Regions from separate parts of the Salmo salar genome. Here region 2 is linked to region 1. A link is a contact called in public Hi-C data. All regions are on one chromosome and are shown on one strand. The core of a region is the stretch at or near the end of the contact, and the rest is flanking DNA. Distances in the headings are between cores, read along the strand shown.

Region 1 (3,079 bases), core at 146-2,645:
GGATGGAAATACCCTCAAATTAAAGCTGACAGTCTGCACTTTAACCTCATATTTGATTTCAAATCCAAATGGACAATGCCATTGAGGGCTTCCACCATTTTAAAGTAGTCTACTCGATGGGGATTTCTACAAGTTGGGAGCAATCAGCCAATGAAGAAGAAAATGTACTACTTTAAAATGGAGATAGCCTTAATGGCACTGCCCATGTGTTACAGACGCGATACTGGCACAGATACAAAAATTAGTCCTATCTATCTCTATGGCATGTTCACACACGCATCTGCCCTCTCATGGGCTAGAATGGTCCCACCTGATCTCGCCTCCCGCCTGCCTTCCATCGTTGATGACATGTATAGAGCCCCACAGTGGAGGTGTCATAAAACCTAGTGGTCAAACAGGGAAATGGTTCCAATCGTTTTCTACCATTCATTCTTCCCATAGGTTTTTTTTAGAAACACTTAAAATAAGGGCTGTGTTTCGTGTGGGCTTACCCTGATGTGACGTTTTGATAACCATGTACATTTATGTCGGACAAGGTGACATCAATATATTCGGCTGTATTTACTCTCAGATTCGAAAATATTAATTGGCATCAAAACAGACATCATACAAATCCCTGCAGGCTCCTGCGCATCATCTCTAATTGACACCTTTGCTAACAGGTATTGTGTCCATTTAAAACTTGCACAAGACAGTTCACAGAATTGCCAATTTAAAGAGATGTAGCCAATTTATTCATTACTACATTTATCTAACATTAGTTAATTTCAGAGATTCTTACCTTTGCCTCGTTTCGGCAGTCTTGTCCAGATTATCATGGCATTTCTAGTTCTTTAGGATAGCCACATTATCAGCTAATTAGCGTTTCATTTTGTAGCACAAATAAAGGCGAATATATTGATAAAAGTCAGAGAGATTTACACAGTTATCAAAACGTCACGCCAGGGTAAGCCTACACAAAACACAGCCCTTATTTTAAGTGTATTTAAGAACCCCTATGGGAAGAATGAATGGTGGAAAACGATTGGAACCATTTCCCTGTTTGACCTCTAGGTTTTAAGGGTATTATGACTCATACTGTGGCACTTTATTTCCATTGTTATAGTGGTCATGTGACTATCTTGTCACTATAATATATAGTCTTTAATTTTGTAAATGCCGGATCTCACCAACATTTCGTCAAAATCGTACCTGTGGTGACTGAGATCTCGTGTGACTATGTACAAACGGACTGAGCGAGATCCAGTCCACGTCAGAGTTCTTCGTGGGGGACAGTTAGTTATCTGCACCAATTACTTCATCAGTACCACAGCGCCATCTAATGTTAATTTGGTGACATAATGAACGGACTTCAAGTCCCATAAGCAAGCATACGTATCTATGGACTACAACTTCCATCATTCTCCGTTAGTTCCTGTGACGAGATTGAACGTTCTAGGCATTTACAGGATTGAAACGATTAAACAGGAAAAGCCAACACATTTTATTAAAAATGATTTGGTTTGAAGGCTCTATTCCAGCAGCCATTATCTCCGCAAAACAACAAAGCTCCATCTTCGTCGTCGTAATAACAGGTATTGTTTTGTAGATTAGCTTGCGCAGATGTGTATGCTAGCAAAGCTAACCAGTCGAAAGATTCGCCGTAGTAGCGAATAAAACTCAAGCTCGGGAGAGCAAACGAGCCCTGTCATTGTCAGTCAGCTATTTAACTAGTTAAATACGTGTGTGTAGTTCATGGCTACATGAAACTCGAAGTGTCGATGTAGCCAATACTAACTTGTCAAAACGAAAAGGAATGACAGTTGTCAAATCGCAGCTAACTAACGTTAGTTAATGCGATTTAGATAGTTAGCTTTGGCTAGCTTCCTACTAACGTTAGTGTGTTAATCGCTAGTTGACAATTTAACTGGCTGACGGGCAAGCTAACGAGTCGCAATTATTCTGGATGGCGACTGTCACCACCAACACTAGCGGACTAAACTCCTTCCTTCACCATGGAGTGGAGTTTAGTCCGCTACACCAACACCACAGACTTGTATTGTGGGAACTGGGCATTGAGTGTCGTAGGACGAGTGATTCACCACTTCTGAAGCTGACATTCTTGTTCTCTACTAGGCGACGATGAGGTGTCAGGACAAATGATGTCCAGTTGGGAGGACGACAGAGTGGCCGAGGCCTCCTGTAACTGCTGTGTTGCAATCAAGGTTGATTCCAAGAGGTAGCCTTTATAATGGAATCCTCCTAAACTTGTGTGGATATGATGTACACTCTTTCTGTACAGCACTATCAAAATGGAAATACTAACAAATGTGATGCATTTTATGTTTAATGTTTTTCTTTTCTTGCAGTGAGACATGCACACAGTTCTCCCAAATCTGTATCCTTCCTCTCCAAAGGGTTCTTTGTTGTGTTTGTGGTCCCTAAGGCTTGATTTCCCTAAAGCTTTGTCTTTCAGACATATTCTAGATCAGTGGTTCCCAAACCTTTTATAGTCCGTATTCCTTCAAACGTTCGACCTCCAGCTGCGTACCCCCTCTAGCACCAGGGTTAGCGCACTCTCAAATGTTGTGTTTTGCCATCATTGTAAGCCTGCTACACACAAACACTATACAATACATTTATTAAACATAAGAATGAGTGTAACTTTTTGTCACAACCTGGCTCGTGGGAAGTGACGACAAAGCCCTTATAGGACAGGGAACAAATAATAATATAATCAATAATTTTGCTCTTTTATTTAGCCATCTTACATATAAAACCTTATTTGTTCATAAGAAATTGTGAATAACTCACCATAGGTTAATGAGAAGGGTGTGCTTGAAAGGATTCACATAACTCTTCAATGTTGGGTTGTATTGGAGAGAGTCTGTCTTAAATCATTTTCCACACGGTCTGTGCCTGTATTTCGTTTTCATGCTAGTGAGGGCTCAGAATCCACTCTCGCATAGGTACGTGGTTGCAGAGGGCATCAGTGTCTTAACAGCGCGATTTGCCAAAGCAAGAAACTCTGAGCGCAGCCCTATCCAGAAATCTGTCAGTGGCTTCTGATTAAATTCAATTTTCACAGAACCTCAATATC
Region 2 (3,073 bases), core at 421-2,920, 200 kb before region 1:
CTGTGCAGTCTTGACATGAGATCTTGGCAACGGTGTGGGTCCTCGAGTAGTGCAAGGAAGGAGTACACACGAGCGGTTTCCTTTTGGGTGAGAGCCTCAGCCTCATCAATGCTGATGCTCACGTAGTCGAGAACCTGCTCGACAATCTCTGACCTCTTCCCCTCCAGATTATAGGCTACTTCTCCAAGATGGCACAGGTGAATGACCCCAATGTCTGTTTTGGAGAGGTGTGTCCTCCACTCCTCTTTCAATCTGGAGACAATTGAACTTTGATAGTCCACACCAAACTCAACACATACTCCCAGTAAAGTTGCCAGACCCTCAGTTTTCTCATTGCTGGGAGCTTCTTTCAAACGTGTTAACAACTCAGGTAAAACCTCAACCTCAAAAAGGGATTTGACAGAAAGTGGCACCACTTTTAAGTGCCCTAGTTTTGTTGGTGAAGCACTGGTTCCTAATTGGGTGTCAATGGAAGGCTGTCCAGCTGTTTTGGGCAAAAGGTCTTTCTCCAGGTGAACCCTTAATTCGTAGTCTTTCTCTTCTGCAAATGGGAGGTTACTTAACTGTTGCGCCACCGCCCCCATCTCACGTGTGTTATGGAAGCAGCCTAAAGTACTTTTTACACATGGTTGTGCCATTCTGGTTTTACAAGAAACGTCCGATTTCAATATTCTTCCAGATGAATTTGAGTGACGTATTAATCCCCGACTACTAGTCATGAAATAGTTGGGAGAATACTGACACACAGCCCTAACTGAGGAAGAAATGCTGACAACTGACTTCATGATTGAAATGATGTAATCTTCCTCTGAATTACAGTGGAAGCTAGAATAATAAGAAAATGAAATTGTGTTATTATGCATGCAGAAACATTATTATACTTCATTAATTACATTGCAGTCCAGTTTGTTACAGTACCTTCTTTAGCACCAAAAACACACAGCACTCTTTCACTTTTGGTAAAATGCCGAATGAAAATTACAGTAAAAGACATTGCCTACCTTACATCATCATTAGCTTTTGAGCACAGTTAATATTTTTTTCTTTAAATGTGTAGATTGCTTACCTCCTCGGTTCGAATAAATTGGAAGAACTGACGAGTCACGGGCACTTACGGAACTGGAGTTGTGTGTTCGGTAAATACCTTGTGTAATGTCACATGTGTCACTATTTGCTGCCATCTGCTGGCAACATGTGTCCATGAAGGCATTTCATGTCTCCAATTTGGCTTATTATTATGTCATCATATCACCTTTAGTAACAAATATATTACAATATGTATCAAAGCAATAATTGTATCTGCAAAAACTGGTTAAGGGCTTGTAAGTATCTGCATTGTTGGTTAAGGGTTTGTAAGTAAGCATTTCTCTGTAAGGGCTACACTTGTATTCTGCGCATGTGATAAATAACATTTGATTTGATCTTATTTGAGTGTTTGACAATATGCAGACTGATAGTAATTCCAAGACTAAGTTGTAAAGTAAGATATATTTTTCTACTACTGTTACTACTAGATGAACAAATTAAACTGCATTAAAGAAAGGAATTTAAAACAAAGGATTCGAATGAAGGTAAATTGACCATTTGCATTACGAGTGGTTCAAAGCACGAGCCTTGTGTCAAAAGCTTTTTTTGGTGTAAAACGTGTCAAATCCGGTGACGTCATTGATTAATTGCGGAAGAGACTCCGTCGACAAGAATCCCATAATGCAACGGACGGCAAAAATCATAAACAGGGATTCATAATGGCGGCTGACAGTGACGTGAGTACAGTACTGGTGTACAGTTTATAAAGTAAACATTGCATGATATTAACAATGTTTAGAAAATATTGGATGTTAACGTTATTTCCTTTGCAGCCCGAGTCGGAGGTCTTCGAGATCACGGATTTTACCACCGCGTCGGAGTGGGAGAGGTAGGTGGATACTGGAGATCTCTGGCTAGCTAAATTAGCTTTAGCTAACAACAACAGTAACATTAGTTGTGAATCATCATCAGACTCAGACTAGATGGAAGAATTGGATTAGAAGCTATTCATGGCTGGCCAAATATAGTTCGCCTGTTCCATATAGCTAGCATAATATGCTGAGTATATGGCAGACAACGTTCTCGTCTCCTGTCTTGTGCTGTCAATCACTTGCTCAATCGGCTAGCTATGCTGGTTTGCATTGCATTCCTTCACGAAGAAATATTGCAGTACAACTGCAGTTACAGTGCAGTACACTGCAGTTATTCTGCAATTACTGTGTCAAAAATACCACAGTCGACTGCAGTTACTTCACTTTTACTGCAGTTTCAAAACGGCAATATTTTTTGTAAGGGTTTTGTTAGTGGCTTACCCATAAGCTACCTGTCCTGTCACATCAGGATTGCGAAAGATGGCAACCGTGCTTACCAATGTTGACAGCTCAGCAGAGCCCTACATACACGTGGACACACTTGAAATGAGTGGATTCTGTTATTTCAGCCACACCCTTTGCTGACAGGTGTATAACATTGAGCCCTACGCCATGCAATCTCCCTAGACAAACATTGGCAGTAGAATGGCCTGTACTGAAGAGCTCAGGGACATTCCATTATAGGATGCCACCTTTACAACAAGTCAGTTCATCAAATTTCTGCCCTCCTAGAGCTGTCCCAGTCAACTGTAAGTGCTGTTATTGTGAAGTGGAAATGTCTAGGAGCAGCAACTGCTCAGCCACGAAGTGGTAGGCCATACAATCTCACAGAACAGGACCGCAGAAGCGCGTAGCATGTTAAAATCATCTGTCCTCAGTTGCAACACTAAACTGCCTCTGGAAGCAACGTCAGCACAAGAACTGTCAGTCGGGAGCTTCATGAATTGAGTTTCCATGGCCGAGCAGCCGCACACAAGCCTAAGATCACCATGCTCAATGCCAAGCGTCGGCTGGAGTGGTGTAAAGCTCGCTACCATTGGACTCTGGAGCAGTGGAAACACGTTCTCTAGAGTGATGAATCACACTTCACCATCTGGCCGTCCGACGGACGAATCTAGGTTTGGCGGATGCCAGGAGAATGCTACCTGCTCCAATGCATAGTGCCAACCAACAAA

The links. A called contact is a pair of places that touch in the nucleus more often than the background predicts.
Region 2: a contact with region 1 is called in a Hi-C map of muscle, with 5 times the contacts expected there. The contact joins the promoter of rab3gap1 here to the promoter of LOC106586313 in region 1. A contact is called at or near these places in 2 of 3 Hi-C or Micro-C datasets (gill and muscle).

Annotation. Positions count from the first base shown.
Region 1 is chrssa25:19,088,768-19,091,846 of Ssal_v3.1, reverse strand. LOC106586313 (UBX domain-containing protein 4) reads left to right here and starts at 1,395. Exons shown (of 13, transcript XM_045707428.1): 1 at 1,395-1,574; 2 at 2,116-2,218; 3 at 2,349-2,377. The coding sequence starts at 1,493.
Region 2 is chrssa25:19,292,413-19,295,485 of Ssal_v3.1, reverse strand. It overlaps rab3gap1 (RAB3 GTPase activating protein subunit 1), which reads left to right and starts at 1,670. Exons shown (of 24, transcript XM_014173465.2): 1 at 1,670-1,763; 2 at 1,860-1,915. The coding sequence starts at 1,746. LOC106586309 (FAST kinase domain-containing protein 3, mitochondrial) reads right to left here and starts at 1,193. Exons shown (of 6, transcript XM_014173463.2): 1 at 1,067-1,193; 2 at 1-825. The coding sequence starts at 785.